Regions from separate parts of the Mus musculus genome. Here regions 2, 3, 4, 5, 6 and 7 are each linked to region 1. The links are chromatin contacts, called in public HiChIP or PLAC-seq and promoter capture Hi-C maps. All regions are on one chromosome and are shown on one strand. The core of a region is the stretch at or near the end of the contact, and the rest is flanking DNA. Distances in the headings are between cores, read along the strand shown.

Region 1 (3,320 bases), core at 264-2,763:
AGCTATGTATCAAGTACATACAGAAACGAAACATCCTTAATTGCAAAGTAAAAAACTCGAGCTACAGAAAGAAGCTTAAGAATATATAACACACGGGGCTGGTGAGATGGCTCAGTGGGTAAGAGCACCCGACTGCTCTTCCGAAGGTCCGGAGTTCAAATCCCAGCAACCACATGGTGGCTCACAACCATCTGTAACAAGATCTGACGCCCTCTTCTGGAGTGTCTGAAGACAGCTACAGTGTACTTACATATAATAAATAAATAAATCTTAAAAAAAAAAAAAGAATATATAACACGCACGTACAGTAGCAGCAGTTGCTAGTATGTATTCGGAACTTAACCACATAAATAGCCCATAAGTTATCTAAGATAATCATAGCAGCAACCGTATTTCCTTCCAAGTTAGGACTGAGAAACGGTGAAGACAAAAGTCTGGGAAACACAAAGCACACAGACGAGCCGGTATGACAAAAAACGTAAGGGGGTCGGCAGCGGCCCATGGCAAAGAAATGACTCGACAAAAGCAGCTACATGCCACTGGACATGGATTTAAATGTCAAAATGCTCAAGACCCTTGTTCTGCGTATCCATCAAATACTGAAGCTACGAATTCCACTGAACGCGTCCCTCCCTTCTGCAATCCCACAGCATCACCCTAGTTCGGTACCCTCACCCTTATCAACTGGCGTTGCTTTCTTTGTTTTCTGCGGTGCTAGAGATCGAACCTGAAGCCTGCTGACAAACGATTTCTTTCTTTTCTTTTTGGGGGTGTTTTGTTTTGTTTTTTTCCGAGACAGGGTTTCTCTGTGTAGCCCTGGCTGTCCTGGAACTCACTCTGTAGACAGGCTGGCCTCGAACTCAGGAATCCGCCTGCCTCTGCCTCCCAAGTACTGGGATTAAAGGCGTGCGCAACCACCGCCCGGTACGATTTCTTTTTTTAATATTACACTTTGTTTATTGTCGGAAGAAGCCACGGCGCACGCGTGGAGGTCAGAGAATCATCTAGAGGGGTCCTTCAACTGTGTAGATCCGGGGATCGAACTCACCCGGCTTGACAGTAATTGCCACTACCTGCTGACCCATCTCCCAAAGAGTTGGCCAGCCTCAAATTTTGTTTCTCCGCCTTAAATCCAGATTAGGCCTTTAAAAAAAATCAATCTCAGCCGTTCCGCGAAAAAGTTTGAAATAGCACCTGAATTAGAAATCGACCTTACCACACACGGTAAGGAGACAACGCAAATCCTTCCTTGGCCCTCAAAGACTCAAACTGGCCTGGGGAAGGTTGGCGTGGTGGCTGTTGCCACGGTAACCAAAAGTTCACGATCTCTGTAACTTACGGTCTCAGAGCCCAGGAGCACAAAGTCAAGAGGAAACCGCAGAAGGAACAAGCAGGAGGCTCACACACCTTTTCCTGTTTCACTGAAAGCGCAAGGCGTACGGAGCCCGCGAGCCGCTAAATCCAAGCTCCAGAGTCGCCCGACTCCACGTTGTTCGCCGCCCCGGAAAACCCTGTCCGGAAGCAGTTAACGAGCGCTTCCTGGGAGCTTGCGCAGAACCAGCCTGGTGGGCATTCAGGTAGTGCGCATGCGTGGCCACGCCCCCACAGGAGCGTTACCTGTGGGAAAGATGCAGAGCCTATCCAGCTCTGAAGAGGCTTCCGGACGAGGCCCGGAAGTGGATGTTGACTTCCGCCTCCCCATTGGTTTGGCCCAGATTGACAATTTAGCCTGAGCCTTAACGAAATTGGAAGATTTCCATCGCAAAGTCGAGTGTGACAAGGGAACGCATAGCCGATCCCAGTTGCTGCTAGCATCTGATTTAAGTGACTTCCTGCCTCACAGTTTGAGCAAGAATCTTTTTCCTTTTCAACGTGGATTGTTGTAGGGATGGGTCTGGATCCCACTTTCATGAGAGACATTCACAGCCATGTGTTAATTCTGGAGGTAGATAGTGGAATTGTTAAGCCTTTGAAAAGGACCATGGAGAATGGCAGATGTATTTTCAAGGGCTGATCCGTTAAATGAACAGACTGGCACCAGTGGTGAAAACACGCATTAATGAGTAAAAGCTACAGGAAGACAACTTTAAAGTTATTGGAACTAAAATAAAAAAGAACGTACTGAAGGCTGCATAAGTGATGGCATGGACTCCTCTGGAACTTTGAATTTACTGCTCGAGAACAGAATCCGAGTATCATAGAAACCTAAGGGTCTATAAAAAGACTTTGTATGAAGAGTTGTTTTTTTTTTTTTAATGCGATGGGTATTTTATTCCGTGTTTTCTATGTAAACAGTATGCAGTGCTCATAGGCACTAGAGAAAAGTTATTTATACAGTTCTTTGTGTCTTTGCCCTTACTGTTTCTTTTTGTTGCTGAGTTTTTGTTTTGTTTTATTTTTGTTTCTAAGACCATGTTTCAGCATTGCCCTAGCTGTCCTAGAACTTAGTCTGTAGACCAGGATGGCCTCAACCCAGAAATCAGTCTGGCTTCCAAGTGCTGGGATTAAAGGCATGTGCCTCTATGCCTGGGCCTTTAAACCTATACTCCTAACTACAGGCAAAGCTAAACTATGTGACAAAGGAGGGGCAGTCACACACACACACACCAAGATAATGATTAGCTTGTCATCTGGAATCTTGATTTATCAAAATGACTCAGCTGATTTTGGTCATGCTCATAAAAATGGGGGAAAATACTAGCAGTAGTGGTGCGTGCCTTTAATCCCAACACTCAGGAGGGAGGGAGGCAGGCAGATTTCTGAGTTCGAGGCCAGCCTGGTCCACAGAGGGAGTTCCAGGACAGCCAGGGCTACACAGAGAAACCCTGTCTCAAAAAAGGGGTGGGAGGATGTTGTGATGTTGAAAGATCCTGGCAGAATGTAAAAGGTCACAGAAGCCCTGAAATTGGCAAAATAGATTCATTGTTAGCAGAACTAGCTTCACTGGTTTAGAAAAATAGAGGTACACAATGCTCTGGCCACTCCTAGAACCCATGTGTCTGCCAATGTTCTGACCGTTCCTTGAACCCATGTGTGTGCCCACTGATGAAGCCCATTGCCAGGTGTTTGTGATATTGGTTGCTGAGGAAGAGTCGGAAAATCTCCACAGCAACCACAGCTGGGGCCAATCCAGGGTTGCTGCACCTGCAGCAGACTCTTTCCTTGTACCCCTCCCATACCCATTTCTTGAGAATAGACATTGTTTAGATTGGGTAATCCCCTACTCCCTCCTTCTCCTTTCCCCCCTAAGGGCCTATAAAAACTGGTACCCCTTTCCCCTTGGGGTCGACTCCTCTTCCCCTACGTGGGATATGAGTCGT
Region 2 (3,305 bases), core at 403-2,902, 1.3 Mb before region 1:
ATTTCCGGCCCCTCTCGTCCCAGGCACCATTGCCCTCAACTGTCTATACCCCTCCATTCCTTGATATAGTTAGTACCCCTGTCCCTGATACTGGGACATCATAGCCTGTGATTGATTAGCCATCGATTGCTTTCGAGGAAAAAGGCGTCCGCTAATGATGACAATACCGGCGACCAAGGACACGAAGCTGTTAGACATTAATCCAAGAGCTCACGCCAATCCTGAGCTGATAGTAGCCTGGCAGTTCCCTCACGGCTTCCAGTTTTTGGTATCTTATTGCTGAGGGGAAATAAGCCTGCCTTGGAATATCATTCCGGAGACACTTACTTGGACAATCGAAAACAAAAGATTTGGTGGTTTCGTTATTGTCATTATTTTATTTTCTTCCTGAAATGTGCAACAACCGTTCATCTAGGTGGCCTGTGGTCTGTTTGGGAGAGGGGCGGGGAAATCCACTCTGACTATAATTTAAAAGAGAACGAATTCTTAAAATAGAGATGTTGATGCGACAGAAAATTCCCAGTGCACCTAGGCTGAGTTCTAAAGACCCTAGCAAGAATGGAAGGCGCTGGCTGTGGAGGCTCGGACAGTGCCTCCCTCCAACAGGCCAAAGCGGATCCTGGAAAAACTGCAGCCGAATTAAAAGTAGGTATTTAATCTCAAAGGCAACCGCTCCCTGGCACTTGCAAAACATAGGACCTCACGTGACCAGGGGATGTGGTGGCCGCGGAGGGTAGCACTTCCTACAAGGTGCAGAGAGGGGACACGCGTGCCGCTCTTCTGGGGCTGCACTCCTTGTTGGTTCCGAGGCTCAGGGTAAAAGTTTGGCTGTTTCTAAGGGAGACGTTTGGAGCCATCTATCTTATTTTTGTTTGAAAAGTCACTCTTTCAAGTTGTCACTGGAATGACAGCTCCGAATAAAACTAATTTGTGGTCTGCCCTCCTCCTGGCTTCTTGGAGCAGCTCTGGTGAGCTGAGAAACCAGCGGATTACAGTAGACTTGGGTCGGGATTCTGGGCTGTAGGGGCGCTGAGAGGATGGGGCCTTTACCTAGGACTTGTGATAAAAGCACCTGGGTAAAAGCAGAGAGAAGGAAAGTCGCATGAGAGCGGAATACGGAAGGGACAGCCTGCGGACCGCCAGCGTGGTCTGCTGGGGTGGAGGTTGGGGGTGTACTACAGCAGAGTACGGGAGCCTCAGTGATCCCCCTCCTCCGCAGCTCCAGGAAAATTCCGGAGACCGGCTCCGAGGCTCTGCCGCTGGCGGGTCCCCGAGCTGCAGGGGACAGAGGAGAGCCAGAGGCCCGAGGAGTCTCGACCCCCAAGCGGCTCCCAGAGACGCTCAGTACTCAGCTTAGCCCACGCTGCCGCAGAAAACACTTTGGCGTGGCCAGGGCGTGGCCGAGCTCGGCCACGCCCCCCTCTTTCCCAATTCCCCTCCACTCCGGAGTCCCATTGGTCACGAAGACGTCCAATGAGCGCACGGATCAAGGTCCTACCCGGGGTCTGACTCGAAAGCTCCTGCCAAAACTTTGGGAGTTTTTAGAGAGGAGTTTTTTTTTTTTTTTTAATTTTTTTCCTTTTTTTTTTTTTTTTTTTTTTTTAAACTAACGGATCATTATTGTTGTTTTAAATTTAGCTCTTAGGGCTTAGCTGTTTGGGTTTTTCTTTCGGTGTCGGGTCCCTGTCTCCCCGGCTTCTGCGGAGTAGCAGAGCGAGGCCGCGCTCGCCTTGTCGCCCCAGCGCCTGGCGATCGCCTCCATCCACCCGGCGGGGAGCGCGCCCGCCGCGCCGCCTTTCAAGCCAAGCCAGGGGCCCAGGCCGTGGCGGGCGGCGATCGGGCCCTCGCCTCGTCCCTCGGTGGCGCTAGGGCTCCCCGGTTGGCCCTCCGCTTCAGGGCGGGCGAAGAACCGAAAGCAGCTCGGGCTCGGCTGGGACACCGCCTCTGCCCGAGCGCCCACCCACTTCCCCACTCACCCAGGACCCCGCCGGGATCCTGCCAGGATGTTCGCAGCCGGCCTGGCTCCCTTCTATGCTTCCAACTTTAGTCTCTGGTCAGCCGCCTACTGCTCCTCGGCGGGCCCGGGCGGCTGCTCCTTCGCCCTGGACCCAGCCGCTGTCAAGAAACCCTCTTTCTGCATCGCGGACATCCTGCACGCCGGCGTCGGGGAGCCGGGGCCCGCTGCAGAGGGACTGGTGGGGGCCTCGGCAGCCCTCACCGCACACTTGGGCTCCGTGCACCCGCACGCCTCCTTCCAAGCTGCCGCCAGATCCCCGCTCCGTCCCACCCCGGTGGTGGCGCCCTCAGAAGTCCCGGCTGGCTTCCCTCAGCGGCTGTCTCCGCTCTCTGCCGCCTTCCACCAGCATCTCCCGCAGCAATCACCAACGCAGCAACAGCAACCGCAGCAGCAGCCCCCGCCTCCACCCCGGGCGGTCTCCCTGCAGCCACCGACTTCGGGGACGCGGGTGGTCCCCCACCATAGCGGCTCCGCCCCTGCCCCCTCCAGCAAAGACCTCAAATTTGGTATCGATCGAATTTTGTCTGCGGAATTTGACCCAAAAGTTAAGGAAGGCAACACTCTGAGAGGTACGTATCGCTGGAAGGCCTCAGGCCTCACCACCACCCATGAGGGGCCTGATGTCAGGAGGATTTGGGGTGCGTTTATTTTTAAGGACAGAACGGTAGAATGAGGGCGAAGAAAACGAAATGAAGGAAAACTTAGTGACATGTAAAAGTCAGCTATCCCATGTTTAAAAACATATCTTCGTGTTGCTTAAACAGCATAGAAACGGATGACCATACTCTGGTTGCTGCAAAGTTTTGCAAAAGTGTGTATTATCCATCTTTTGAATGAAATATCTGCAGAACGACCTAGATCTTTCTGACAAGGAAATCTCAGCGTGGGGACACTTTGCATTTATTTGATTTCCAGTATTTCTTAAGAATTGCGGGGAAGCAAACCGGCCAGTCTAAGCTCCTGAAGGAAGGCGGGGGGGGGGGGGGGCTGAAGGGTGTAAATTAGGGGTTTGTAGAATTTCTGGAAGGCGTCCGAAATGACCACTTTAGCAACATTTTATGACAAGCCTTTCCTTATTATGGGGTGTACCGGCCATGCCTGACACACACTCTGGGGCAATTCAGGCCCCACTCTTCCGTAGCTGTTGGAGAAAGGGTCCATTTTGAGTTTAGTAGGTTCAAAGGGGGAGAAGGGAAAGGAGGAACAAATCTGCCCACAGTATGAGTTTGTGACCGACTCTTCTTTCCCCCTACCCAGATCTCACATCGCTGCTAACCGGTGGGCGGCC
Region 3 (3,200 bases), core at 21-2,520, 1.0 Mb after region 1:
CTTGTAGGAAACAATCTTACCCAAACCACCACCAAGTCCAACCTGACTTTGTTTACTTCAGATGCAGAGTGTGTATTTTTATGCATGAAATAATACTACATTATGCTGGGTCACCTATGGGGCGTCCTAGTAAGAGGCACGTGATGATCTTTCCTCCCACAACTTGTGGTGGTACTCCTAATCATGTGATTATAAGCCTGTTCCCTGAATTTCTGTATCATACCTTTCTTATTTTGTGATTAATGCATTACATGAGAAGTGGGTTATTTTGAGACTACGTGCTACACCTTACCACAGGCTTGTCTTCTGGTTTTAGCATCTTTTCATTGGTTCTCACCTAAATTGATTCACAGAGAATAAAAGTCTTTTTTTTTTTTTTTTTTTTAAGCACACAATTCAGGTACTGGAGAGATGGCTTAGAGGTTAAGAGCACTGGCTATTCCTCCAGTGAGAAACAATGCACCCATTAACTGTCTGTTGTCTTCCACACTTCCCTTATTCCCAACTTCCACCAACCACGAATCCACTCTGTTTCAGTTAAGCAGTTGTAAACCAGCCAGTTGTTGGTGCTGGAAACCAAAGGCCAGTGTTGGTGCTGGAAACCAAAGGCCAGTGTTAGTGCTGGAAACCAAACTCGGGTCTTCTGGAAGTGCACCAAGTGTTGTAAGCTCGCTTGTGCTCTCTCTCTCTCTCTCTCTCTCTCGCCCCTGACTCTATGGACCTGCCTACATAGGGCATTTCACATAAAAGTAGTCGTATGGTGTGTGACTCTGTGTTTTTATTTCATTAATGTGCTTTCAGGGTTTACCTGTTGTCTTGTAGTTTTAAACTAGCGGTGTTTTATTCCTTTTTATATGCTGCAATTATCACTGTGACTCTTGGGAGATGCTGATCTAAATACAAATTTCCGTCTAAACTTATGAAGGTGATATGGTTTTTATCATCCTTTGGCGAGTTGCTTTTAAAGAAAACTGCTCCATTGTCGTTCCTTTTATCAGATGAAAGGGACTATGACGACCGCCTTTCTTAGGGTTTGCGGAATCCTTGCTCGTTTCCACTCTAACAAGGCAGTCTCCGATTTTAAAGAGCTACAACGACCACCTCTCTTGAAGTGTGCACTATCTTCCCTCCTTTCCGATGGACGCACCGAAAGCTCGCCTCTCTTTCCAGCTGTCATCCCACGAGCTCCTCCCTCTCCTTAAGCTCCCCCCCCCCCAGGAGGAGGAAGTGACGCACAGGAAGTGTCCCGATCCCCTTACATTGGAGGAAGGAATCAAACTCCCAAGATGGCGGCGGCGTCTGAGGAGCGGATGGCTGAGGAAGGAGGCGGCGGCCACGGCGACGGCGGCTCCTGTTCGGCTGCCGGCTCCGCTCAGCGACAGCCCCCGGCGCCCCCGTCGCAGGCCCCGCCGCCCGGGTCCCAGGCACCCGCCGCGCCCGCGCTGGCACCGGACCACCTGCCCCAAAACAACACACTGGTGGCGCTGCCCATCGTAGCCATCGAGAACATCCTCAGCTTTATGTCCTACGACGAAATTAGCCAGCTCCGCCTGGTGAGGGCCGAGGCCTGGGGAGGACCGGCGAGGGCGGCGCGTTCCTGGGGAGGGAGCCCCGCCGGCTCGGGACACGGAGCGCGCGCGTCCCCGGCAGCCGGGAAGTGGCGCTGGCGACGGCCGGCGGGGTGCTTGCTGCTGCCGCGCTGGCATCGCGACCGCCGGGCGGGCGAGGCTCCGCTCTGCGCCTCGCCCCGCCCCGAGGGTCTCCTCGCCCCTAGCCCGGGACGCGCCCGCCTGCGAGAAGTAACGGAGCGGGGCTTGGTGCCCTCCGCCCGGCTGGACCGGCGACAGGGACTCCCGAAGGGGCAGGCGCCTGCCTCGACTGCCCGCTCGGGCTCTGGAGTTCACTCCCAAGTGGGCAGAGGATCCCAGCCAGGCTTGGGTTGTGTTGCAAGAATAGTGTGTATTGTCCCTCCAACCCAGGCTTTCTGCTTGAAAAGGATGAAGGGGGTTTGGCTGTCCCCCCCCCACCCCCCCCCGCTCCCCCTTGAGCCCCAGTTGCGGTTCTAAGATTGCAGTTGTGTTGTGCGTTTAAAACCCCAGAGCCTTAGTTGCTCACTAAAGTAGAGCCCTGGGAGATGATGACCTGACTGGCTTTGCCTCCCTGACACTCCTTACTATAGCGAAGCAACTTGTCCCCTTGTCAAGCTATTACCCCCTCCCGCTTGTTTGCTTTTTTTTTTCAAATGTGCTTCAAGCCCACCCTCCTGCAGTCGGAGTGGTTTACTTATTATACCCTAAAAATAACACATTGTCCTAGCCAAAATTTAAAAAGAAAAAAAATTGCCATTGGAATTTTACTACATCCCTGAGGTTTGACCGAAGATTTGATGAATTACTTGGTTCAGGAAGATATCTCACTTCCTACCGGGGTATTTCCCCTTAGGTGGTTAGGAAATTGGAGGAGGTGGACATTTTGAAGTGGTTGTGAGCTGGTTTGATGTAGTCACTTAAATGTGCTCGGGATTGTTGATAAAAGGACAAAGACATCTTTCTGAATGTGCTGTGTGTGGCGGTTACTTATTCATCGCTATGCCATATTTTAGCCCTATTCTTCCATCTCTAAATTGACCAGTATTGTGTTTCAAAGGAAATCATCTTTAAAAACAGCTTGCAGTCATTCATTCAAACTCCGGGGCAGGTTTTGTGTGTGTTTCCCCACACTCTGTGGAATGGAAAATTTCTTCTGTTTAGAGTAGGTATTTCAGAATACAGTTGTCCTAGATTTTCAAAGCATCATCCTAGGATTTCGTGTAGAGTGGTAAATATTTCCTTTATATTTTATAAAGCTTGGTACTTGACCAAAATGTATGCTGTATATACAATTGCGTTTGGCAATTGGGCATAACATTTGATTGAATTCAGCCAGCCAGCCAGACAATGGCTTTGAAAAGCTTGGAATGTTCACAGGTTTTTTGTTGTTGTTGTTAAGTGTTGAGAAAAACGGGGTTTTATTGGTTTGTTGGTCGTTTTTCCTTCTTTTCATTCATTGTTGTTTTGTTTTGTGTGTTACTGTTTGGCCACCAATCTGGAGTTCAGCCTTGATTCTACTAGATAAATGCTCTGTCAGCTTTAACTCTCATTTTTCCTTTTCTTTAAACAAACAAACAAACAAAAGTGTGAAGAGGAGAAAATAGACTGCTT
Region 4 (3,119 bases), core at 220-2,719, 1.4 Mb before region 1:
GCTGATGATGTCAAAAGACATATCATCCATGGGGGACAGCTGTTGCTCCTTCCGTCTTCTCCTTCGCTGGGTCCTGGGCCCTTGGCTTCCAGCAGGCTGTGAGGTAAATGTGGGATATGAAGCTGTATCCTGAGTCAATTTTACCTGACAAGCCAAGGGAAGGAAGCAGATGGTCAGGAAGGGGCCAGCCCTCAGGAGACTTCCTTCCTCCCCAGCTAGGCTACACCTCATCATTTACTTCAGCCTCCCCAGATAGCGCCACCAGCCGGGGGGACATGCAAGCTAGAGGGTGACATTTCATGCCCAAACCCAGGGAAGTGAGTCGCCCAGCTAGCTGAGGCCAGTGTGTGCTAGCGTTCTGCTTGCTTCTCCCACTCTCCACACAGTGGCCTCTCTACAGGGCACCTCTACAGGGCGTCCAACTCAGCCGGCAGCACATTGCCTGGCCTCGGCTGGCCTCCATGATACCTCATTCTTGCATTTCCACGTGAACATCGAGTTTTGGGGACTGCCCCCTCTGCTTTAGGATGCTGCCCATCAGCAGAACTATTCTGGTCAAAGTGTGATCCTACCCATCAGACCCTCCCGTGTTTCAGGCGGTCTGAGGCTTTGTCAGAACTCTGTGGAATCTCCCTCTGGGAGGCAGGCTCTCCCTCCGATTGATTGATGGCTCCCAGCCATCTCCTTCTCTCACCTTGAGACTTGGGATGGGGTGAAGTCGGGGGAGTCCCAGTTTCTTGGTCCACTGTTTCAAGAGTCTGTTGGCTAGAGGGAAGGGCACAAGCTTCTCTTCAGAGAAATCTTTATTCCTGCAGCCAGGTTCATCCCCGCACTGCCCCTTGGCTGTAAAATCCCCAGCCCTTGTTTCAGTACAAAGTCCAGTCTCTCTGCCTTAACTTAGTAGAGAAAATGCTCTGGTTAGAACAGTCTTGAATAAATATGACATTTTAGCAGCTTGACACACCAAACAGGTGCCTAAGGCGCCCAAGGTACCTTGATGGTCTTGTCTTTGTTGTTCAAGATGCGGTAGCCTTCGGAAGAGATACCTGGCAGTGCAAGTCCACATTAGGACGCAGGGAAAAGAGGGGCGTGTGGGTGGGGGGTGCGGGGGGCGGGTGTCTACGAATAGCTGCAGCCCAGGATTGGCCCTGTAGATCCTCAAGGCTGGTCAGATCTTTTCCCTTCATATCCCAGCTGGTTGGAAGCACCCTGGCTGCTGCCAAACTGCTCCCCACAGACCCCAGAGGGGCGGCTGCCCGCAGCCTGGTTTCTAATTTCAAAATCACGCCACGTTCTGCAAACGTTGTGTGTTTTAGGTCAAATAAACAACTCTGCAAACATGTAAATAAGCTGCTCTGCACTGATTGATCCTGGGAGAGGGTCAGCGAGGGAGGGAAGGGGAGGGAGGGAGGGAGGGACCGAAGGGGGGGAAGGCAGCGGAAAGTAGGGGCAGGCGGTGAGATTCCACAGCTGAGCCACCACCTCCCGCCCAGGCCGAATGAAGATGCACAATTTGGATTGGAGGGGAAGGGTCAGGAGCTGCTGACCTTTGGGCTCAGGCCCAGGCCGCTGGCCACAGTAGCTCTTGGTCCAGTCGGCGCCGGAGGTGTATCAAGCGCTCATCCCGCCCTCTCCAGTCATGGGTGCGGGGTCCTGGGCGCTGACCCTCTTCGGCTTCTCCGCGTTTCGGGTCCCGGGCCAGCCGCGGTCCACCTGGCTCGGCGTCGCCGCGCTGGGACTGGCCGCGGTGGCCCTGGGGACAGTGGCCTGGCGTCGTGCGCGTCCCCGGCGACGCCGGCGGCTACAGCAAGTGGGAACGGTGGCACAGCTCTGGATCTACCCAATCAAGTCCTGCAAGGGGTTGTCGGTGAGCGAGGCAGAGTGCACTGCCATGGGGCTGCGCTATGGCCACCTGCGCGACAGGTACGCTGAGCACCGAGCATCACCACGCTGACCTAGGCTGTGTGGGTGTGGGGAGGTCAGCGGGGTCCGCTCGCCGGTCCCTTCTTACTCAGACTAGAGACCGGAGGCTGGGAAAGGGGTGGTGAGAAACGGAAAAAATGAACTTCACCCTCCGCCAGCCAACTCGGGGGACCTGGAACTCTGAAGTTCCCGGGTTTCACGCTTCCTGGAGTTGGACATCTCTCTATCCATCCTCTCGTGGCTATTTCAAATCTTGTGGTGTTAGACGAGGCATTTCTCACGCCGGCCAATCCGCAAGAAGAAACTTCAATCTCCCTCCACCCAGGGACCCTGAAGGGACTGGTCCTTGGTTACTTTACTCTCAGTGATAGTCTTAAATTTAGAAAAACTAAGACAATAGATCCTGGATCCTAGGCACGGCTCATCCCTGTTAGTGCAGTAGTTGAGCATGCATGACAGCTTAAGAAAATAAGCTGTGAGTGTTATTTCCCCAAGGCTCTTGTCAGATAAAGGTTCTGCACTGGGTGGGGGGGGGGGCAACCTGGGATTTGTAAACAGCGACTAAGAGTCCAGCTGAGGAGTGACCCCTGTCGCCGGGACTTCAGCGAAGGTTCAGCAGCTCTGCTCTCTTCAGGTCTGGTCTCCCACCAGCTCTGGGCATCACTGGAAGGCTGCGTATCAGGATCCTCAGGCCTCTCCTTCAGCAGAGGACACAGGCTAACAGAGGCTGCGACCTCCCCGTCTCAGCTCTCTAAAGCTAACACAAGCCATTCGCCTCAGATCAGGCCGGTCCAGTGGACATGCTGACCGACTGGTTCAGGAAGAAGAAATGGAGATTTTTGCTCCAAAGCCCTTCTTGTCTCATAGCTGATTTACGGGTGGCTTTTACATAAGGTTGATGGGCAGTTACAGATGAGTGGGTTCCTCGGTTCAGTGTGGACCTTGTAATGTGAGACTGCTCTCCGCCCGCCCCAACCCCCCCCCTCTCCCCATCACCTGTGTTTTGCAATTCTTCATATCTCAAGAACCAAAGATCATTAGAGGCTGACTCTCCTTCACTAGAAAATACACCAATGGTCCTTTCACTGAGACACAGCAGTTCTGGACAAAGTTCAAAGGTCAGCTGCTCACCTCTGCTCCAGGCAGTCAGGAACCCTAACTATTCCCTGTTTTGAGCAGTGGGATCCCACATACAC
Region 5 (3,226 bases), core at 183-2,682, 1.5 Mb before region 1:
AAATAATGGCAGACATCAGTTAAACTGTGAAGCCTGGGTTTTATCCATCAAGTAACTATTGACAGAGTGTGTGTCTGTAGTGGGGATGAGCTCAGATCTAGTAGGCATTGAGCTTTTCAGAGGGAAAGTGAAGGGGCAGAGAAGGGGGGGGGGAACACGTGCTACATGGGTAGGCTCTCTCAGTCTGTGTCACCTATCAGAAGCAAACACACTTGCTCTGCCAGTTACAGAGGTTGGGGCTCTGTCCTGTCTTTCCTCCCATGCAGAAGTCTGTCGTCTCTGGTGACTGTCCACGCAGCAGAATTCAACATTCTAAGCCCTTGGCTATTTTAAAATTTTTATTTTTATTTTAAGTATGTGGATGTTTTTGCCCGCATGTATGCCTGAGTACCACCTGTGTTCCAGCTATCTGCGGGGGGCAGAGAGAGTGGGGGTCTGCAGGGGGCAGAGAGAGTGGGGGTCTGCAGGGGGCAGAGAGAGTGGGGGTCTCTTGGCACTGGAATTGCAGACAGATACGATCTGCTATGTAAGTACTGGGAGTCCATCTGGGTGCTCTTAACCACTGAGTCATTTCGCCATTTATTTATTTAGCGTTTATTCTCCCCCTGTCTCCTCTTTCTGTCTCTCCATGTACACCTCCCACCCTCTCCTCTCTCGTGTCTCTTGTCTCAGTCTTCCCCTCCCCTTCCCAGTCCCCCTCTCCTTCTCCCTCCCACTCTCTCTGTTTGTTCAAGAAATGGTTCCCTCCCTTCTATCACATGGCTCCCAGGGACTGAATTCGAGATGTCAGTGTTGGCAGCCAGGACCTTTATGGGTTGAGCGGCTTTCAACTGATGAGTTAATCATTGATGCTTCTGAGACAGGTCCTGGCCATCAATAGCCCACCGTGATCTTGAACTTGGGGCTATCTCTTAGCCAAAGCCTGACATTTGGATTCCGTTTAGATCGTTGTCTGAGAAAAGTCGACCAGAGTCCTCTATTCGGACCTCAGCAAGTGGTAAGCTCTGGCAGCCTTTCCCTTCCTTGCGCTGTCTTAATTGGCTGGTGTACCTGTAACCTCAGGTCACGCTGCCAGAAGCCGCGCCAGTAGTTTTGTCTCTACCTGCAGAGATGGAAGCCGAGCGTTCCAGAGAGTTGCGCGATCTTCGGGAGACCTATCCCAAAGTTGTCCCCAGGAAACATTCCTCCATTCTGCTTCATTTCAGTGCAGCAGCTTCTTGCACAATTGAGTGTGCTCCTTTTAGAAGCAAAAGGGTTAATGAGTGTAGCAGGTTGAAGAGTCATGGGGGGAGGGATCACTTTAAAGGCGGACAGAGACAAAGTAAAATGAAAGTGACCACCCCACGCTGTCACCCGCGATGGGCGTGGGCCAGGCTCCGCCGACACTGATCTGGACGTGAGCAGCATAAGTTTGACAGGCAGTGCGGCTGCGCCAACCCTGGCTCCTCCCACACTCCCGGAGCCTTAAGCCCCGCCTCGACACCGCGGCCCAGTAGCCCAGGCCTGCCCGGGATAGTGTAACATGGGTTCCTCCAGCTCTACGGCTCTGGCTCGCCTCGGCCTCCCTGGGCAGCCGCGGTCCACCTGGCTCGGCGTCGCCGCGCTGGGGCTGGCTGCGGTGGCGCTGGGGACCGTAGCTTGGCGTCGCACGCGTCCCCGGCGGCGCCGGCAGCTGCAGCAGGTGGGCACGGTGTCGAAGGTTTGGATCTACCCGATCAAGTCCTGCAAGGGGGTGTCGGTGTGTGAGACCGAGTGCACGGACATGGGGCTGCGCTGTGGCAAAGTGCGCGACAGGTACGCCGAGCCCCGCACTGCACCGGGCGCGAATGGGCCGGGGCGAGGGAGGTGGGGCCTTGCCTATCCTTGCTCGGAAGTGTGAGACCTGGAACCAGGCGCCCCTCGGTGAGTGCAAACTTTGTGAGCCTGAGCCTGGAGCAAGTCGAGAGAGGAGTTCCGTACTGCAAGCTGTGTTCTCCCCAAACCTAGAAAGTAAGGGTTTGTTGCTTCTGGGAAACACACATATGGGAAAGAGATGACAGCAGTTACAGCACGGTGCACATTGACGAGCGTGTTCAAGTTGAAATCTAAGTTTGCAAGCCCAAATATGTCTGTGGGGAGACCTTCCGGGAGGAGAATTTTAGTTTTACCACATGCAAATTTACTCTAAAGCGAAACAGAGCGCCTGGATTTCGGCCCCCACCCCTTTCGGCTTCACAGAACTGAGGCTTGTTGCCTGAATTCTCTGGGCTGTCGAGCTTTGATCCTTTAGCTGCGAAGCCCGTGCTTCTGGCTAAAGTAGTTTTGGAAAACTGAGTTGGAGCATTCCTGGAACCCTGGGGGGTGGGGGGGGGGGGGGAGACTCCCCTGTCAGCTGTCCGTACAGCTCTCCTAACTGTAGGACACTAGAAATATAAAATGCCATTGGCTGAGCGTTTTCAAGAACATCGGGCCTTCCCTCTAGTTCTGGTGACCACTTGAACGAGTAAGGAGCAGAATTACACGGTTTGCCGGGGGTGGGGCGAGGGAGGGGTTGTGGTAGATGGCGATAGAGAGCTAGTCACAAACGGGTATGAAATAATAATAAAGGAGGTTAGAATAAAAAAAAAGAGTTTAGTTCTGCTACAGAATAAATTTATAGATCAGGAATTCCGCTCATGGATTTTCCATTCCTCATTGGCGGCCTATGTTTGCAATGCTGGGAGGTTTGGGTTTAAATTATCATTTACTGAGGGCCTGGGGATATAGCTCCGTTGGTAGGAGAGAGTGTTTGCCAAGGGTTCGTGAAGCCCTGAATTTTATCCTCCAGCATCCAAGGGAGGCATGGTGGCACATGCCAGTCATTTCCACACAGGAGGATCAGAAGTTCAAGGTCACTTCCAGGGAAGCTGTAGATTTGGGTTCAAGGCCTGCCTGAGCTATATGAAAACTTGTGTATATACTGAAATGAAATAAAATGAAATAAAATACTACCATTCCTCGAGAGTCCCATCCCTGTCCAAATGAATTGAAATCACCAAGAATGGAGAATCCCCCCAGGGGATTGTTCTGCTATAATGAAATGGTTTCCTGCGAGATCATTGTGAGAAAGATGTTTAGAGTTTATTAAAGTGTGGAGGTTAAGATCTCTGCGGTCAGGAAGACCTTGGGTACCTGGTACTGGATACTGTACAACACCCAGGGGGTTCTGAGGCCCACCGTGTTAACCAGAGGTGGCAAGGCAGATGTG
Region 6 (3,309 bases), core at 111-2,610, 1.4 Mb before region 1:
CTCAGGTTCAAGTCCCAGGACTGCTGAAATAGACTCCCCTTTATGACTAAAGTTGACTAAACTGACCTAGAAATTATCTCGTGAAGTAAAAGTTCTACTGTTGGTCCCTTGAAATTTGCCTGTTGTTTTTTGGGGGGGGAGTTTTACTTCAAGCAGTGTTCCAGTTTAGTCTCTCTTGCTGTAATAAAAACCCCTGACTGAAAGCACCTGGGAGCAGGAAAGGGTCACACTTTCAAGTGACGGTCCCTCTTTGAGAGGGGTCAAGGCAGGAACTCAGTAAGAACTTGAAACAGGAAGCAGGGAGAAACGCTGCTGGCTGGCTTGCTCACTTTCTGGCTTATGCTCTGTTAACCTTGTATAGCCCAGGTCTACCTGTCTAGGGAATGGTGCTTCCCACAGTGGGCTGGGCCCTCCTACCTCAGTTGCTAACAAGACAGTCCTCCACAGGTGTGTCTACAGGCCAATCTGATTTTTACAGTCTCTCAATTGAGACTCAAGGCTATGTCAAGGTGACAGTAAATGCTAACTAAGGTAGAAAATAAAATATTTTTTATTTGTCTCCTAAGACATTGTTTTGGTACTAATTTTGCTTTAGGACCTATGTCAAGGTGACAGTAAATGCTAACTAAGGTAGAAAATAAAATATTTTTTATTTGTCTCCTAAGACATTGTTTTGGTACTGATTTTGCTTTAGGACCGTGAGCTAAGGGAAGAAGAGAAGATGATGTCATGTCTACTGGCTGTAGCATTCTTGCTTTTCAGTAACTTGTCAAACTTAAACTAAGGCTAAAATAAGCATAGCCCTTTTCTGGCGACATTTGGCTGTGTAGTCTTTTTAAAAAATTCTTTTTTTTAAAGAAAGCCATTTAGCTGTTACATTTCTGGGTTGTGATGGGCTTCCAGAAATACTAAATAAGATATGACGTTCTTATTTTTCTAGAAAATTCTATAGCCATGCATCTTTTTAACAAACTCATTACTGTGAAACAGTGAGCCATTGCTGATTTAGTCCACGTTAAGCGAGGAAGCCCAGGATGAAGGCATAGATCCGCTGACCCGTCTGCCTCCTGCCGTCAAAACCCTTTCAATTATTAATGCATACATATAACACATACATATTTAATCCTCAACTAATAAAAACATCAAGCCTTAGCATGATGCAGAAGTCCGGGCATCGTTTATTGTGAATGTGGGGCAGTAGAGGACGGGTGCATTGTGGGACATTTGCAGCTTGTGGTGCCGAGTGTCGTGGACTTTCCCCGTGGGGAGTTAGAGGATGAAGCCAGTCTTAAAAGGCTTGGGCCAGTGCGGCGCGTTAGATTTCTGCAACACTGTGATGAGGTTTTAAAACAAGGCCGGTGTTTGATGCTTATCTCTGCTGCTGGCAAGCGAGGTGCTCCGTGTTCCCTGGACTTTGCTCACTGTCCTGAGCTGAGCGTGAGATGTTTTAATAGGGCGCCTTCCTTATGTAAGTCCTCCCTCTACTTGTTTTCCAAGAGCTGGGGGAGACAACTGTGGAAGAATCTCAGTGCGTCCCCTGTCACGTGGGATGGGGCTCAGCGCGTTCTCTGTCACGAGGGAGGGGCTGTGTTTTGTTTGTTGAGCTTCAGACTCCCCGCGGAGCTGAGGCTAACCCGGTAGTGTTCAGGATTGCAGGCACGCCTTTTGTGAGGTTCTGGTAAGCAAACCCCGGCTGGACGCATCCTGGATTCTATCTACTGAGGTCCAGCCTCAGTGCCAGTAGCAGGGTCAGCCCTGGTAAGCACTCGGGTGGGAGGCTTTCCTAAAGCCAGGCAGCTGTGCTGAGTCCCGGCCCCACCACTCAGTGCTGGGGCGACCTTGACCGCAGCAGCCCTGCCCATTCTAACAGGGAGAAGGTAGCGCTGGGGCAAATCCTCATTTCTAGACCTTTGTCTCTGATGGCCATGCTTGTCCACTGGCTTCAAGGACTTCTTTAAAATCTGTATGTGTTTATTTATACAGTTCCACAGAGTCAGAAACCAGGGACACAGGGAGCTTTTAGAATGGTCCATTAAAGACACTTTTGCAGATAAGAGTTATGTCTTTTATTTTATGGATGTAATTTTGACGTGCCGTATCCCGGCTGGGTGGGTAATTCCACGGTGGAGCACCCTCCCTGCCTGTACCCTGGAGAACCTGAACTGGGTCACAGGTGGGCCTCATGGTCCGTCCCCAGCACAGGTACAAGCTCAGCCCAGCTGGTATTGCTTCTCTCTCTGATGTTCCCCTGGTCTCTGTGGTGTTCTTAAATACCAACCGCTGGTAGGTAAGACCCCACGCTGGCTTCCATTGTCACGTGATGTATGCTTTCTCTCTGGCCAATGAATCTATGTATTATGATCATGTATAGGTATAATATATTTTATATGGTGAGATGTATATATAGTCCTAGCTGTGGATATAAACGTGTCTGCTTATAGAGAGGTAAGAAGTGAACAAGAGAGTAAAAGTAAGGGTTTTTCTGTGCCCTCTGCTCTGACGAGGGACACAGAGACCTTTATATTTGTTAACAGCTTCGGGCACTATAGCTAGGCAGATTCTGAGCTATTCTAACCAGACAGTGCAGGCCTAGCCTACTTCCCCCACGTGGCCCATTACCTGCCATCTTGGTCTTATCCAGCACTTTTCTCTTCATCTGTGTCCCGATGGCCAACTTCCCTGGTCCCCACCGGAGACCCTCTCCATCTGGGTTATAATCTCTCTGGGCTTGGAAGTCCCATCTTTCCTCTCTTGCCCAGCTATTGGCTGTTCAGTTCTTTATTTTAACCAATCAGATGGTGATGGAGTATAATGTTTTACAAAATACTGAATCAGGTGATACTTTAATGACAGTAGCAAAGTTCTGACTGCCACCAGATCTCTGGGTACAGAAGTCAGCATTTGAATACACAGTGCACTAAACACCCCCCCCCCCCAACAAAAGACGCTCTCTCTATATTAGGTCTAGTTTAACTTTCCTACATTTAAAACAAATACTTGTATGGATTGTGATGACTGTCTCACGCTGTTTGTGTGTGATTCACCCCCCTCCTTGCCCCCAGCTCTTCCGTCATCTTTTTCTCAGGGTCTTGCATCAGGTGGAAAGCCTGGTGTAGTCTTAGTTTTCCTATTTACAAAGCGTGCACAGCCTGACAGAAAATCCCCAGGATGGGCTGGCTGGAGAGGTGGCTCCGCAGTTAGCGCACTGGCTGCTCTTGCAGAGGACCCACATCTGGTTCCCAGCACCTGCATGGTGGCTCACAGATCTCTACAGCCCCAGAGCTTGAGGATGCAATTCTGTCTTTGGGC
Region 7 (3,578 bases), core at 427-2,926, 1.2 Mb after region 1:
GACTTTACCTAGGTCGGAAGATTCCACCCTAGGTGGGCTAGCTGACTGTGGCAGACAAGGTCTGATCCAGCCCCCTCAAGGCTGGGGGAGGGGCACACCATTAGTGTCCTATTTTGCAAAATTTTGTGGTCTAAAGAGCCAAGAAATAATTTATTGTTACACCCTACTTTAATTCCAATTCTACCAACCATACCAACTCCACATACCTAAAGAGAAACATATTGATCAACCTGTGTTTCTACCAGTTAATAGCTGGATTGTATTCAAATGAACTAGTCACTCTGGCATGATGATTTAAAAACAAAACAATAGCAACAACACCACCCATGTGAAATCTCTGTCCCACCTTGGGAAGTTAAAGTGGAAAAATCTAAAATTCTACCAGATACTATATTCCATTCTAAGCTTTTGATAACTTTTGTATCTTTTAACAGAGACTGAATTGATCAACTATTAAAAGAACTGTACTAAATATCCCATTACATGTATGAGAAACTACACAATAATAAAAAGCAATCGCTGCTTTTTTATAGACATCATCACAGACTTGAAACACTCTCAAGCTTGGTATGTATAGCTCATCTTTTCTCATATAAACGATGACTGGACCTTGGAGTTATAGGCTACTTAAGATCATTCTCATAGTATAGCAGATCATGGATGTTCATTCAACCAGTGTGAATCAGTCCACAGGGACCAACATTCCTTCTGTTGATGTATCAAGATCTGTTCTAGTAATACATCAGCTAGAATAAAGTTAATACTGATACTAATAGCAATAATGTTAATACTGATAAGTAGTTATCTGATCCATTGACACTTGGAAGACCTCATTTCTGTTTCTATGCTACTTCCTCATTTAAGTCTACCAAAAAGATACAACTGTTACTTTGTACTGACATCAAGAGGGAGGAAGCAGATTGAGGAGTTAAGAGTGGAGCTCAGATGATAGAGTGCTCACCTCACAGGCACAATGCCCTGGGTTGGATTCCAGGCACCACACAAACCATAATGGTACATACCTGACAGGGAGGGGGGCGGGGAGGGGGGGCGTGCTGGAGGAGAGAACTAGAAATTCAAGATCACTCTTAGCTACATAGTGTCTTCGAGGCTAGCCAGTGCAACATGAAATCCTGTCTCAAAGAAAAGGAGGAGGAAGAGGAGGGCTAAAGCCAAGCAAGACATTGCTGTTGCCCAAAAAAAAAAAAAAAAAAAAAAAAAAAAAGATATATATATATATATTATTCAGGTAAGATCTGCTCTACTATATGGTAATTTTTGTAGTATAAGAAAGTACATGTACTGCAGGAACAAGTATTAGGATATAGAATTCAGCCATGACCAGAAAGTGATGGGAGGGGAGAAAGGAGAGGGGAGGAGAGGGGAGGAGAGGGGAGAGGGAAGGAGGGGGGAAAGGGGAGAGGGAAGGAGAGGGGAGAGGGGAGAGGGAAGGAGAGGGGAGAGGGAAGGAGAGGGGAGGAGAGGGGAGGAGAGGGGAGAAGGGAGAGGGGATGGTCCCTGGAGAACATGAGGATCAGATCAGGCTACACCATGATTTATCCATTCCGAGACAGCCATAGTGTGGGCTGAGATGGATAACGACAGCAGTGGGTAATAACTGGTTTTTCTTGCATTGCTTTCAGATGTGTCCTTGTGTGTTCCTTTCCCCCATAAGATGAACAGAAACGACCCAGTATACAATATCAATGGCATAAGAAATGCTTTTTTTTCTGAAATTGTCTTTGGGGTCTCAGCCAACACCATCCTCCTGCTCTCCCACGTGGTCACATTCTTTCAGGAACTCAGGCACAAGCCCATCAACATAACCATTGGTGTCCTGGCTCTAAGCCACATCGTGATGCTGCTGGCCATGGCTGCCATGGCTACAGACATTTTGGGGTCCCAGGGGTTTTGGGATGACTTCACATGTAAATCAGTGATCTCCTTGTACAGGCTGATGAGGGGTGTCTCCATTTGTGCCACATGTCACCTGAGCGTCCTCCAGGTCATCCTCCTCAGCCCCAGAAGTTCCTGTTTGGCAAAGGTCAAACCTAACTCCCTCTGGCACAACTTGTGCTGCTTTCTTTCCCTGTGGGCCTTCCACATGTCCATTAATGTTTTTTCAAACTCCATTGTGGCCGCCCACAATGTGACCTCACACATTCTCATACTGGTCACTAAATCCTGCTCTCTCTGGGTTGTTAGTGACACCATGAGACACTTACTTTCTATACTGGCTGCCTTCCGGGATGCCTCTCTAGTAGGGCTCATGGTACTTTCAAGTATATACATGGTGACTGTCTTGTGCAGACATAAAAGGCAGTGTCAGTACCTTCACAACACCAGCATTTCCCGCAAAGCATCCCCAGAGCAGAGGGCCGTCCGGAACATTCTGTTGCTAGTGAGCTTCTTTTTGGTCACGTACTGTCTGGATTCCATTGCCTCCTCCTGGAGAGTTATGTGGAATAATGACCCAACCCATCGCTGTGTCCAGATGTTTGTGTCCAGTGGTTATGCCACGTTCAGTCCTTTGGTGTTCATCAGTACTGAACAACGTATGATTAACTGTTTGAAAAACACACAGGGCCAACAGTAAATATTTGATTATTCTGTGATGAACAAGCTTCCTTCACAAGAACTAGCACATTGACTTCAGGGTAATCAATCAAGGCATACCATACATGATCTCTGGGCTAGATAAAAATAAAGACATTGAAATGCTTTCTCCGTTAAACCTACTTTTGGCATAAGCATCAAAAAATATATAGTTTACCATTGAAACATAAGCCATTCTGAAATAATAAAAGTTACTAATAATTCTAGTAGTCCGAAGGAAGACTGAATTATTACAGCATAGAGTAGCTCACATATTATATATGAGAATTTTCAACACTTTTAATATGTCAGTAGTCATGGTGGCCTTTAGTTCAATAACTAGGTATGTAAATTATTATCATGGATTATTATCATGATTGTGATCATGAATCAAAATTCTATATATTATGATCTATACACTATGAGGCTAAGAGGTAAGACCACTGACTGCTCTTCTGAAGGTCATGAGTTCACGCTCACAACCACCCATAACTAGATCTGATGCCCTCTTTTGGTGCATCTGAAGACAGTCACAGTGTACTTAAGTATAATAATAAATAAATCTTTGTGCCAGAGTAGGGCCGACAAGAGTGAGTGGGGTTGACTGGAGAGAGCAGAGGTCCTAAATTCAATTCTAAACAACCACATGAAGGCTCACAACCATCTGTACAGCTACAGTGTACTCATATACATAAAATAAATTTAAAAATCTTTTTTAAAAAGAAGAAAAGGGAGAAGGAGAGAGGGAAAGAGGAAGAGAGGGGGAGGAGGGGGAAAGGAAGAGGGGAAGGAGGAAGAGGGGAAGGAGGAAGAGGGGAAGCAGGAGAGAGATAAGGGGAGAGAGGAAAGGGGGAGGGGAAAGAAGGAGGAAGAGAAGTTATTCCCCAATGAGAGTTCTTCCTGTGTGAATCAGACTCAGATTTCACATATCAGAACGCTTGTCAGATGTCAGCCTTGGAAATCCTGCTATCTAAAAATAATGA

Evidence for each region. Promoter capture Hi-C pulls out the DNA fragments that hold promoters and counts their contacts. HiChIP or PLAC-seq counts read pairs in DNA pulled down with a chosen protein or histone mark.
Region 2: a contact with region 1 is called in an H3K4me3 HiChIP or PLAC-seq map of pro-B cells, with 13 times the contacts expected there. The contact joins the promoter of Hlx here to the promoter of Taf1a in region 1. A contact is called at or near these places in 2 of 39 promoter capture datasets (embryonic stem cells and hippocampal neurons), 1 of 484 Hi-C or Micro-C datasets (pre-B cells), 11 of 115 datasets of contacts at active chromatin or transcription factors (bone marrow-derived dendritic cells, bone marrow-derived macrophages, craniofacial prominence and 7 more) and 2 of 9 other capture datasets (adipose tissue and liver).
Region 3: a contact with region 1 is called in an H3K27ac HiChIP or PLAC-seq map of embryonic stem cells, with 5 times the contacts expected there. The contact joins the promoter of Fbxo28 here to the promoter of Taf1a in region 1. A contact is called at or near these places in 7 of 39 promoter capture datasets (the 3T3-L1 cell line, hippocampal neurons, liver and 3 more) and 1 of 115 datasets of contacts at active chromatin or transcription factors (embryonic stem cells).
Region 4: a contact with region 1 is called in a promoter capture Hi-C map of second pharyngeal arch cranial neural crest, with 9 times the contacts expected there. The contact joins the promoter of Mtarc1 here to the promoter of Taf1a in region 1. A contact is called at or near these places in 5 of 39 promoter capture datasets (cranial neural crest, embryonic stem cells, frontonasal cranial neural crest and 2 more), 2 of 484 Hi-C or Micro-C datasets (CD8 T cells and bone marrow-derived macrophages), 9 of 115 datasets of contacts at active chromatin or transcription factors (T-cell acute lymphoblastic leukemia, bone marrow-derived macrophages, embryonic forebrain and 4 more) and 1 of 9 other capture datasets (adipose tissue).
Region 5: a contact with region 1 is called in a promoter capture Hi-C map of embryonic stem cells, with 48 times the contacts expected there. The contact joins the promoter of Mtarc2 here to the promoter of Taf1a in region 1. A contact is called at or near these places in 5 of 39 promoter capture datasets (the 3T3-L1 cell line, the C10 cell line, cranial neural crest and 2 more), 1 of 15 datasets of contacts at CTCF or cohesin (large pre-B cells), 13 of 115 datasets of contacts at active chromatin or transcription factors (the 230-238 cell line, bone marrow-derived macrophages, embryonic forebrain and 8 more) and 1 of 9 other capture datasets (adipose tissue).
Region 6: an H3K27ac HiChIP or PLAC-seq map of embryonic stem cells shows a contact between it and region 1, with 10 times the contacts expected there. The contact joins the enhancer-like site here to the promoter of Taf1a in region 1. A contact is called at or near these places in 8 of 39 promoter capture datasets (the C10 cell line, cranial neural crest, embryonic stem cells and 4 more) and 4 of 115 datasets of contacts at active chromatin or transcription factors (embryonic forebrain, embryonic stem cells and fibro-adipogenic progenitors).
Region 7: a contact with region 1 is called in a promoter capture Hi-C map of embryonic stem cells, with 10 times the contacts expected there. The contact joins the promoter of Vmn1r1 here to the promoter of Taf1a in region 1. A contact is called at or near these places in 4 of 39 promoter capture datasets (embryonic stem cells, liver and pre-B cells).

The regions. Positions count from the first base shown.
Region 1 is chr1:183,387,178-183,390,497 of GRCm38.p6, reverse strand. Taf1a (TATA-box binding protein associated factor, RNA polymerase I, A) reads right to left here and starts at 1,513. Exons shown (of 11, transcript NM_001277959.1): 1 at 1,340-1,513.
Region 2 is chr1:184,730,840-184,734,144 of GRCm38.p6, reverse strand. It overlaps Hlx (H2.0-like homeobox), which reads left to right and starts at 1,652. Exons shown (of 4, transcript NM_008250.2): 1 at 1,652-2,586; 2 at 3,275-3,305. The coding sequence starts at 2,004.
Region 3 is chr1:182,339,676-182,342,875 of GRCm38.p6, reverse strand. It overlaps Fbxo28 (F-box protein 28), which reads left to right and starts at 1,270. Exons shown (of 5, transcript NM_175127.2): 1 at 1,270-1,553. The coding sequence starts at 1,287.
Region 4 is chr1:184,809,650-184,812,768 of GRCm38.p6, reverse strand. Mtarc1 (mitochondrial amidoxime reducing component 1) reads left to right here and starts at 1,469. Exons shown (of 7, transcript NM_001290273.1): 1 at 1,469-1,923. The coding sequence starts at 1,640.
Region 5 is chr1:184,844,114-184,847,339 of GRCm38.p6, reverse strand. Mtarc2 (mitochondrial amidoxime reducing component 2) reads left to right here and starts at 1,432. Exons shown (of 8, transcript NM_133684.4): 1 at 1,432-1,794. The coding sequence starts at 1,523. It overlaps Gm34451 (a long non-coding RNA gene), which reads right to left and starts at 1,493. Exons shown (of 2, transcript XR_865818.3): 1 at 1,103-1,493.
Region 6 is chr1:184,825,557-184,828,865 of GRCm38.p6, reverse strand. All of the region lies in intron 4 of Mtarc2 (mitochondrial amidoxime reducing component 2), which reads left to right. Among named protein-coding and RNA genes, the nearest start is that of Mir1981, 4.7 kb to the right of the region's middle. Within about 2 kb of position 1,360, at least 54 of the 459 cell types and tissues checked have an H3K27ac peak or open chromatin away from gene starts, as enhancers often do. A contact at or near this core is called in embryonic stem cells, where this site is marked.
Region 7 is chr1:182,156,196-182,159,773 of GRCm38.p6, reverse strand. Vmn1r1 (vomeronasal 1 receptor 1) reads left to right here and starts at 1,676. Exons shown (of 1, transcript NM_001166728.1): 1 at 1,676-2,596. The coding sequence starts at 1,676. The coding sequence ends at 2,596.